Regions from separate parts of the Capra hircus genome. Here region 2 is linked to region 1. The links are chromatin contacts, called in public Hi-C maps. All regions are on one chromosome and are shown on one strand. Each heading gives the region's core, a stretch centred on a gene start, on an enhancer-like site or on the middle of the called end of the contact. The rest is flanking DNA. Distances are from core to core; before and after follow the strand shown.

Evidence for each region. Hi-C and Micro-C count contacts between places; a contact is called where the count stands out from the background.
Region 2: a contact with region 1 is called in a Hi-C map of blood, with 2.7 times the contacts expected there. The contact joins the enhancer-like site here to the promoter of ZNF217 in region 1. A contact is called at or near these places in 2 of 5 Hi-C or Micro-C datasets (both in blood).

What each region holds. Positions count from the first base shown.
Region 1 is chr13:80,679,451-80,684,133 of ARS1.2, reverse strand. ZNF217 (zinc finger protein 217) reads left to right here and starts at 2,668. Exons shown (of 8, transcript XM_018056877.1): 1 at 2,668-2,854. The coding sequence starts at 2,668.
Region 2 is chr13:80,737,665-80,742,347 of ARS1.2, reverse strand. No RefSeq gene overlaps it. Among named protein-coding and RNA genes, the nearest start is that of ZNF217, 59 kb to the right of the region's middle. Within about 2 kb of position 2,352, at least 4 of the 5 cell types and tissues checked have an H3K27ac peak or open chromatin away from gene starts, as enhancers often do.

The sequences.
Region 1 (4,683 bases), core at 1,419-3,918:
GTTGTTGTTTTGGCCAGGCCGGAGTGTGGGGAGGGGGGAGTAACTAACAACCATATGATGTAACTAACAAACCAGTAACTAACAAACCATATGATGCTATTAGGCTCACAAAGTAGCAGCTTTGTGAGGGCATAGGGAAAAGCCCCATTTTTTTTTTTTTGCTCAGAAAATAATTTAGTGGCAACAAGGTCTGAGAGCCGGGAGCCTCACTGTTCTTAGTGAAACGATTATTTGTCAAACATTTTGATTGCTTCCCTGTCCCTGCTGAAATGTTTGGGCTTTTCTTTTTGCTCCGCTTTGACACTCGGAGTTTTAACTATCGGTGCTATTGTGTTTACGGCATTCAAGGTTTCAGAGTTCAAAGGTTATCCATTAACATGGAGAGTGAGGCTGCACTTAGGTGAAGACTCAATTTGGTTTCACTTGTTCGTGTTTCTTTGTTTTGTAGTTCTGCCCAGTCATTTGTTTTGATAAGTTAAATGAAGTTTCTTGTTTAGGAAGAGTGTGTGTCTGTGTTTTGGGATGTGACCATCAAGACTTTAAAAAAATTTTAAAGAATGATATTCATCTTTCCTGAGAAAAGGAACTCTAGTAGGAGAAGTGATGAAGTGATCAATATCAGTGGACTCGAGTGAAAAAAAAGTTCTGGCTTAAGACTCTACTTCTGGCACTGCTAGTTAATTAAGTATGAGTAAGTAATTGGTTCACTTCCTTTTAAAAAAAGACTAACCAGACCATATGTGGGGTTAACAGTTACATATAAAATGGCAGCAGAACATCACACTCGGGCAAGTTCTTCCCCTTTGGCAAGTAATTGTCTCAAATTCCATTTCCTATTTTATTAAGGATTGCATTGCTCACCAGCGGAGCATTTAGGTAGGGCTTTTGGGGGTACTGATTTATTAAATATATACTTAAAGGGCCTTTCTTGACACGTGTTAAGTTTTTCCATTTTGGATACACTGAAGGTCAATTTAAAAAAAACCACTTAGCTATTCGTTTGTGGCGACTTGTATAGCTTTAACTTTTGCATTCGTTTGCATCTTGAGGCAGAGAACTTGGTGGATGTGAATATTGCTTCTGTGGTTCCTCCTTGGGATTTACGTAAACTGGGGTGGGGGTGGAGGGTGGGAATATCCCTGGCCTTCGGAATCATAACCTTTGTGCGTGTGTGTGAACAAATAAAAAGAATAGTTGGGAAACGCTTTCAGTTAAGGGGAGGGAGAAGCCTTATTTTGTTTTTTTGGTCCCCAGCTTCAAGTCTCATTTTACCCATGTGGATTTCTATCAAAGCCAAGATGATTCTTGGAACCTAGGCCAAGTTTAGAAATTTCAAGTTGGAGCAGCGCAAGCTCAGCCCTTTCAGAAAAAGTGACAGTTAAGAGATAGTTTTGTGCAGAAGCACATTTGAGAGACATTTAATCCTCATCTCATGGGCCTTTCCCGTGCCTGAGGAAAACCTGAACGAAACGTGCCCAGCCGCCTCGTGACCCCCCGCGATGGGCGTCAAGGCCCGTCCTGGCCGGGGGCAGCGCCGCGGACGGGCGTCCGGGCACACCTTGCGGGGGCGGGGCGGCGGCACTGCGCCTGCGCGCGGCCCTAGCGGCCCCCGCCCCGCGTACCTGTCACTGAACCGCCGGCGCGCGGGCCGCGTGAGGCCGGATGGCGGGAGCGGGGGGGCGGGGCGGCGAAGGGCGCGCGCGTGCGCTGGCGGCGCGGGGCCCGCGGGAGCGCGCCCGCGCCCACGTCCGGGGGGCGGGGCGGGGGCGCGCCGCGCGCATCACGTGGCCCGGGGGCGGGCCGGTGGGCGGGGCCGGCGGCCGGCGGGGCGGGGCGGGGCGTCGCGGAGCCGCGGGGCCGAGGGCGGGCGCAACAGCTGCTCCGCGAGCACTTTCTGACCCAACAGTCCCCGTGCGCCGGACGCGCCGCGGCCCTGCGGCCCTGGGGACCCCCGCGCCTGCACTGTCCCCGCGCGGACGAGTAGGGGGCGCCCGCGCCTCGGCCCCCCGTGAGCACCCCCGCCCCGCTCACCTTAGCCCCGCGCCCGAGGTGAGCCCGGCCCCCAAATTCTCCGGGCGGGGGTGGGCTGGGGTGGGGGCCGCCGCCTTCGGTCGGGGGGCTCCCCGGTGCGGGGTCCCCAGGCGGTCTCGCCCGCGGGCTCCGGCCCGGCGGGGGACCCCGTGCGGGCGCGGGGCCCGGAGGTGCCGGCACAAAAGGCCGAGGGGGGCTCGCCGTGGCCCCCGCCCCGGCCTCCCCGCCCCTGCTCCCGCGGACCCCGGCCGCCGCAGGTAAAGGGGCGCCGCGCCCCCGAGCCCGCCCCCCACCCCGCCCCTCTCGGGCGCCCCCTCCCCGCCCGGCTGCGCGCGATCCCACCGGCGCGGTGCCGGGGAGCTCCGGGTGTGCACCCCCGGTGTGGCCGTCGCGCTCACTCCGGGGGAACCTCAGCACGGCCGGGGGCGCGGGGGAGCCCGGGGCCCCGCGGGGGTCTCCCATGAAAAGTTGGGTGGCTCCGCCCGGCGGGTCCCCACGCTGGCCTGCCCGGCCATGGGGGGCGGGCGAGCGGGGGGAGGCGGGCCGGCGCGGGGTCCCCGGCGATGGCCCGGGAGGGGCCGGCGCAAGTTGGGAATAGGCGAAACAGTGTGTCCTAACAGGCGTCCCCCGCAGACAATGGCCGGGACCGAGCGCACGGGCCGGCGGAGGGCGCGTCTACCGGGCCGAGGGAGGGGCTTGGCCGCGCCGCCGACCCGGGCGCGCACCCCGGCCAGCCCCCCAGGCGCCCCCAGACCGGTCCCCGGGAGTCCCGGGCTTTTGCCCATCCCAGAGCAGGCGGTGCACCGGGCCGCGTTTCCTGGATGTGTGTGATACGATTTTTTTTTTTTCCCCTTTAATTTTAAAAGATTTTTAAAAAAGCAACTTAAAAAAAGTAACCCTTAAACGTTTTAAGACTGTATCACTCAATTCTAGTGGGACGCGAAAAGCCAGCTGGAAGCAGAACTAGGAACTCTAAAGGGCAGGAGGGATTGAAATGTTAGCCTAAAAGTGTTTCTTTCTTTTTTTTAAAAGGGAAGTTTCTGCCAGGAGGCGCTGAGTGGCGAAACTGCTCAGTTTCAGATGTAGAGCCCTCTTCACTCTTGATTTGGCCCCAAAAGGCGAGCCCCAGGGGGTGGGCAGGGGGCGAGAGGGGAGGGCGCTGCTGGGGGCTCCGGGAGGCTGGATTTGGGAAGGCCCGGGCGGTCTTGCTCGGAAGGGGCCAGACCTGGCCTGCGGGGTGCACAGGCCGGGACCGGCTCCCCGGGGTCGGGATAGATGTCCAGGTCCGGGGTTGGAACCCACGTTTTAGGATTCAGGGTAGGGCCACCGAGGACGGGAAGCCGCATTCTTGGGCGGGTGGGTGGGGGTGGGGTGGGCCGGGGTTGGGGAGGGGAAGTTTTCGAGCAAGGCTTAGTACCAAGAGCAGGAAAAGGCCATCACTGGCCACTTCTGGGCCCCCAAGTAGTCTGTTCACATTTGGAGCAGTGTAAACTTTTCTTTTTGTTGTGTTTTCCAAGAAAAGAATAGTTACTTCAGAGTGTGAGGCTTTGGTGCGCTGGTTCCCCTTTGAAATTCCTTGAGCCTCAATTTATCTTTCTGGATCAGCCTGTAGGCCTTGGAGTGTTGAGCTTGAACATTCCTAATCGTCTCTTGAAGACATGGCGGGTCCAGTGACCCTTTGGCAGGTCTGGGGGCCTGTGACTGAGCCCTGTGCAGGCTAGCTGGTTGCCTAGTTTTCTAGATCGTTTGGGAACATTAAGCTGTATGTTTTAAGAACCCTAGGTCTGATTTAGTTCAGGTTGATTCAATTATGTCTTCATCGCTATTGAGTTGGTTGAATGAGTTGACATGAGATTAAGCTCAACAAAAGAAAAGGCAGGGTAACAGCAGCTGCCTGCCGGGTCTGGCCACTAGGTAGGGGTCTTGAAGGAAGCCTTTCACCTTTTCTTTTGTATTTGTCAAGAAGTACATTTAAAATGTTCCGTACTGTACTCTTCCTCCTCCTGGGATGGATGGACTGCCTTGATTGATTGATATCAAATAAGATTTAAAATACTGAATTTGGTAATACTTTGAGAATGAGTAATAGACCTAGATTTTCCATAAAGTCTTTAGAGCCCTAGTGACAAGTGCAGAGTGGTAACCTAATTGCTTTTTGTCTGAAAAATATAACAGTCAGACCACTAGTTGGTGCTCGCTTAGTTACCGTGTGCAGAGGACTTTTTAAGGTGTGTCCTTAATGGGCTTGACTTTTTCTGAGGAACTCCTGTTTATTTTAGATACTGTTTTGTTTCATATTCTAAAGACTGTAGTGATGTGTGTGTGTGTGTTTAATCCCTGTGTTTTAGTGGAAGTCGACCCCCACCCCAGATTGCTGCCATTTTGAGTCAGTTATATAAGTACTGAAATCAAGAGGCAGTGACTTACTTAAAAATTCAGTGGTTGTTAGTTACAAGCCAAATTGACCATTTATTTGGCTTGTTTGGTAGAATAGGGTTTATAATCTCATTGTCTGGGATTTCTATTATTTGGTGAGAAGGGGGAGGCTGCTCCTTTAGAACTGCATGTTGATTTGCATGCTTCAGGAGGAAGCGGGGAAATGCATGGCTTTTCTAGGTAAAGGACACACTTTTTTCTTTCATGTCCAACCTC
Region 2 (4,683 bases), core at 1,103-3,602, 59 kb before region 1:
ACAGTAGATGCTATTTGGGGCTTCCCTGGTGGTCCGGGGTAGAGACTCCACACTGCGGACATAGGGGACACAGACTTGATCCCAGATCAGGGAACTAAGACCCCATGCGCCCAGTGGTGCAGCTGAATGAGAAAAACAAAATAAATACATAACGACGGCAATAATTCATTAAAATTTTTTTTAATTGGAGGATAATCGCGTTCCCGCGTTGCGTTGGTTTCTGCCGGTCATCAGCGTGAGTCAGCACAGGCACACTTGTGTCGCCCCCTCCTGAGCCTCCTTCCCAGCCCCACGCCCTCTGCCCTCTCGGCCTTCACCAGGCACGTCTTCACCGGGCACGTGCTGAGTGCTCTCTGCTCTGTAGTAGCTTTCTACTAGCTACCTATTTCACACAAGATCGTGCAGGTAGCCAGTGCTACCCTCTCCATTAAATGGTTTTTAAAAAGAATAATACGTATCATTTGAGACCTTAGTATTATATGTGAGAATCCACCATGGGCTTCCCTGGTGGCTCAGCAGTAAAGACATCCGCCTGCTATGCAGGAAACTGGGGTTCGATCCCTGGCTCAGGAAGACCCCCTGGATAAGGGAATGGCTACCCACTCCAGTATCCTTGCCTGGGAAATCCCATGGACAGAGGAGCCTGGCGGGCTACAGTCAAATACAACTCAGTGACTATAACAGCGACATAGGGGCCATTGGTGACATCAGACAGACGGCATTTACTAACGACTGCCAAACACTCCCAGTAAGCCCCCAGTCCCCTTTTGTCATAGCAAAGCAAATAGGGACCACATCTCTGTCTTTGTTCATTTCAGCCTGACACACTGATGTTGGGCTCCAGCAAGTGAGGGGAGGGGCGGGTAAAGGAGGACGGCACACTTCCTGCCTGTAAGGAAGAGCCGAAAGAAACAGCGTTTCAATACAGGGTGGAGGGCCCTTGACAGAGCAACGGCTATGGAGTTGCTGCAGGGGCATAGAGGCTTTCTAAACCCCTTTCTAAATACAGGAAGAAGCCTGTCCAGCAAAGAGGCCTGGAGGGTCCAGTGGCTTCCACGTCCCTGGGGGTCCAGTGGCTAAGACTCCCCACTCCCGTGCAGGAAGCCAGGGTTTGATCCCCGGTCGCAGAGCTAGATCCCACACGCCACAGCAAGGATCAAAGATCTGCATGTCATAACTAAGACACAGTGCAGCGAAATAAATAACAGCTTAAAAATTTAAGAATAAGAGACACGGGAAGGACACGCCAGGTGGGCATCTCCACATGAAGGGCAGAAGGAGGGAGAGGCAGGGCAGAACCACTAGCTCCCTGGTGTTCCCAGATCACACGGGACGTAGGTTGTTTTCTATAATGGTGCATCTATCCAGCCAAGACCAAAAGCCTTTCCACAGGAAATCACAAGTTTGCATTCTCCGAATGCTGGAGTGGGTTGCCATTTTCTCCTCCAAGGAATCTTCGCGACCAGGGATCCAGCCTGCATCTCTCGAGTCACCGGCATTGGCAAGCGGGCTCTTTACCACTAGCGCCACCTGGGACGACCCCTTCCCAAGTATTTGCTTTCTTCAAACTGTTTGACAGATAAACATAATACAGAAGCAAAAACGTTTATTCACACCCATTGAAATCTTCTCCCTTTTCAAAACCGTTCAAATAAAACGAGTCTTTCCTGTGGAATCTGTTCTACTGATTTAAGAAAAGATCTCTCCTAAAGAAACAAAAGCCATCTTTGATCTGACTTAACAAAAAGATCTAATCAAACAATACAATCTATGAGGAAAAGGGGGGGGAAAAACCAAACTTCTTTGAGCCACATCAAACATATGAAAGAGAAAATACTTCATTTAAATGCTGAAAAGGATCGCAAAACAGCTTGAAATGTAATAACTTCTGCATAATAACTGAGACCACATGTTGATCTGACATGAGTTCCTCAGACACAATTAAAGGTCACTTCATGTACAAGCATCTCATTTCTCACCGAGAGGCTTGAACTGTTCTCGGTGCTTTTGGCCACGGCGGGGCAGGCGCCGTGACCTGGCCCCTTCGGCAAGATGCAGAGAAGAGGAAGGGGCCAGTCCACAAACCCCGGAAGTCTGCAACCGAGCCCCCGGGAAATGGGCACCCTGGATTTGGGCAGTTCCTGCCTTGAAATCCGAGGCGACAAGGACGGGATAAATAGCAGAATTCTTGCTAACTCAGAGCCTGTCTCTCTCCCACGGAAGCCGGCTTTACTCAGAAGCAAACAGACTTGCTTTCTGCTTTGCCCACCTCCACATTCACGGGGGCCCAGGCTCCAAAGACAGAAGTCCGGGCGCTCCCCGGGGGGCAGGGGGTGCCCCGAGCCACCGCGCTGCGCCGCGATGCCTCCCAGCGGCCGGGGGTTCAAGCCGAGACTCGGGGCGGGAGGGCGGGGTGCGTGGAGAGGAACTCCGAAAGCGCTCTCGGCCCGTGGCCTGTCTCTTTCCACCCTCTCCCTTCCAGAAAGGATGCGCCCGCGGAGGACTTCAGTCTTCCCTTCCAAAGGGGAATCACTTCTAGAAAGCTTTTCTCAGAAGGAGAGAGAGACAGATTATTCGGTTGGAAAGAGAAGCAAATCTTAAGAGCAAAACGAGGGAGGATCAAAGGGTCGGTTCGTGTGAACTGAAGACGGGAGCCTTTCCAGGGGGGCAGGACCTTTTCCGATCTCGGGCAAGACATTTTGGAGCCAGTGAGCCAGTGAGGATCAAAACCAAGAAGTGAGTCTGCGTTCCAGAAAGTCACGTGGTCCCTCCCTTTCTTTCTCTCTCTCTCTCTCTCTCTCTCTCTCTCTCTCTGACTTAAAAAGACGTACCGTCTCTGCACACTTTGGGGAAATCCGTGGGTGGGGGAGGCAGAAAATGAGAGCAAGGCGCCCTCAGAAAGCAGCGGGAGTCGCCCCCACCTCCCTGCAAACCCCACCCCCCGCGCCGTTTCCTCCTGCCAGGCGCCTCGGAGACCCCCGCCGACTCACCCCTCTGCTCTCTGTTCCTGGGACCTGGAAGGTCAGCCCCGCATGCGGCAGATGGTCAAGGAAGCCTGGGGTGTTCTCTTTGCAGTTTTCTTATTTGTATCTTTAATTATTCAAGTAAAATCTGAATACATTTTTGTAAAAAAAACCATTCTTCTAAAATTTCCAAGCAAACAACAAACAAACAAAAAACCCACGTTTCTGTTAGCGTTGGAATCATCTGTGGGGCATTTTCCAGTTTTAGCTTCCTGGTCTCCACTCTACCAAGTGCTGGTCTCAATTTGCTCTGAACTTTCCAGATTTTAGAGGTATGGATATTATCTATGAATCTACATGGGAGGAGGGATTAGTGAGCCTGAAAGCAAGGACCTGTGACCAAAAAAAGATCAATCACTGGTTCTTTGCAAAGTTCAATAAAATTAAGACAGTTCATCAGGTATGAGTAAGAGAAATACGAGGGATATTAACAACATATAAACAACATCAAGCATAAAACCAGGCAACTGTATCCAATATCCTATAATAAACCACTTTGGAAAAGAATATGAAAAAGAATATATGTGTAAAACTCACTTTGCTGTGCAGCAGAAATTTATACAACATTATAAGTCAACTATACGTCAAGAAATTTTAAAAAGAACAAAAACATCTAATTACAGGGAGAGAGCAGACTTTTAAAAAATTTAGGCACTGTTATTCATCATTTGGCTTGAAAGTCTACTTCTAAGGAAAAAAACGAATTGCCAAAATTACTCCAGATATTCTATTTATACCCAAAAGTATTATTTTTCCTTACCTGATTGCTGGCTGCTGCTGCTGCTGCTAAGTCGCTTTGTCGGGTCTGACTCTATGCGACCCCGTAGACGGCAGCCCCCCAGTATATGTTCAGTGTCCACTGTAGAAAACTGTGGGGGAACTTGGTTCCTTTTCTCATGGAATTACTCTGTTCTTAGGAGACAAGACAGGTTCAAGTGTATACAATTTCTAATCTAAGAATGAGCTCTTTTAGAATTTAATTTAGCTTTTAGAAGCTTCTGTAGTGGATAAACCATGACATCAGAGAGAGGAATTTTCTCAAGAATCACTGACTTTTAATGCTTTTTTAGACAATTGTTAGTTCATCCAATTCCAGGCTGAAGATCGCCATCACTGGGTAGTTTCTGAATGGACAGCCCCAACCAACCATGAGACCGTGGTACCCTTCACTTGGAGCGCACTCTGTGCCAATCCTAGGCGTTAAGATACTTGGTTCTCGTAATGATGCCAAGGCTGGATGCTATCATTATACCCATTTTATAGATGGCAAAACTGAGGTGTAGAGAGGTTCCTCCAAGGTCACACAGCTTCGAGTGGCAGAGTGGGGATTCCTGTGGGGAATGGCTATGACTGCTTCGGATGTCACAGACTGTGCCTGCTTCCATAAGAAAATCCAGCTCTTTCTCTCCTTATCACATCTTAACTGGAAACCTCACAATTTCACCCTGGACGGTGCACCTGTCTCACCTAAAGGGCCCTTAGCAAGAAGAGGAGTTTAAAGGAGGAAAAACATCCCATGCCCTCAGGAAAGGTGACTAAAGGATTTCAGGGAACAGGGAGGGGCAGCGAGGGTGAGGTTTACCTAACTAGACTGTTGAGGCAGTAAGACTAGAAAGCGCTTCTTAGCCCAGACCTGCACTTCACAAACATTCATACTGAT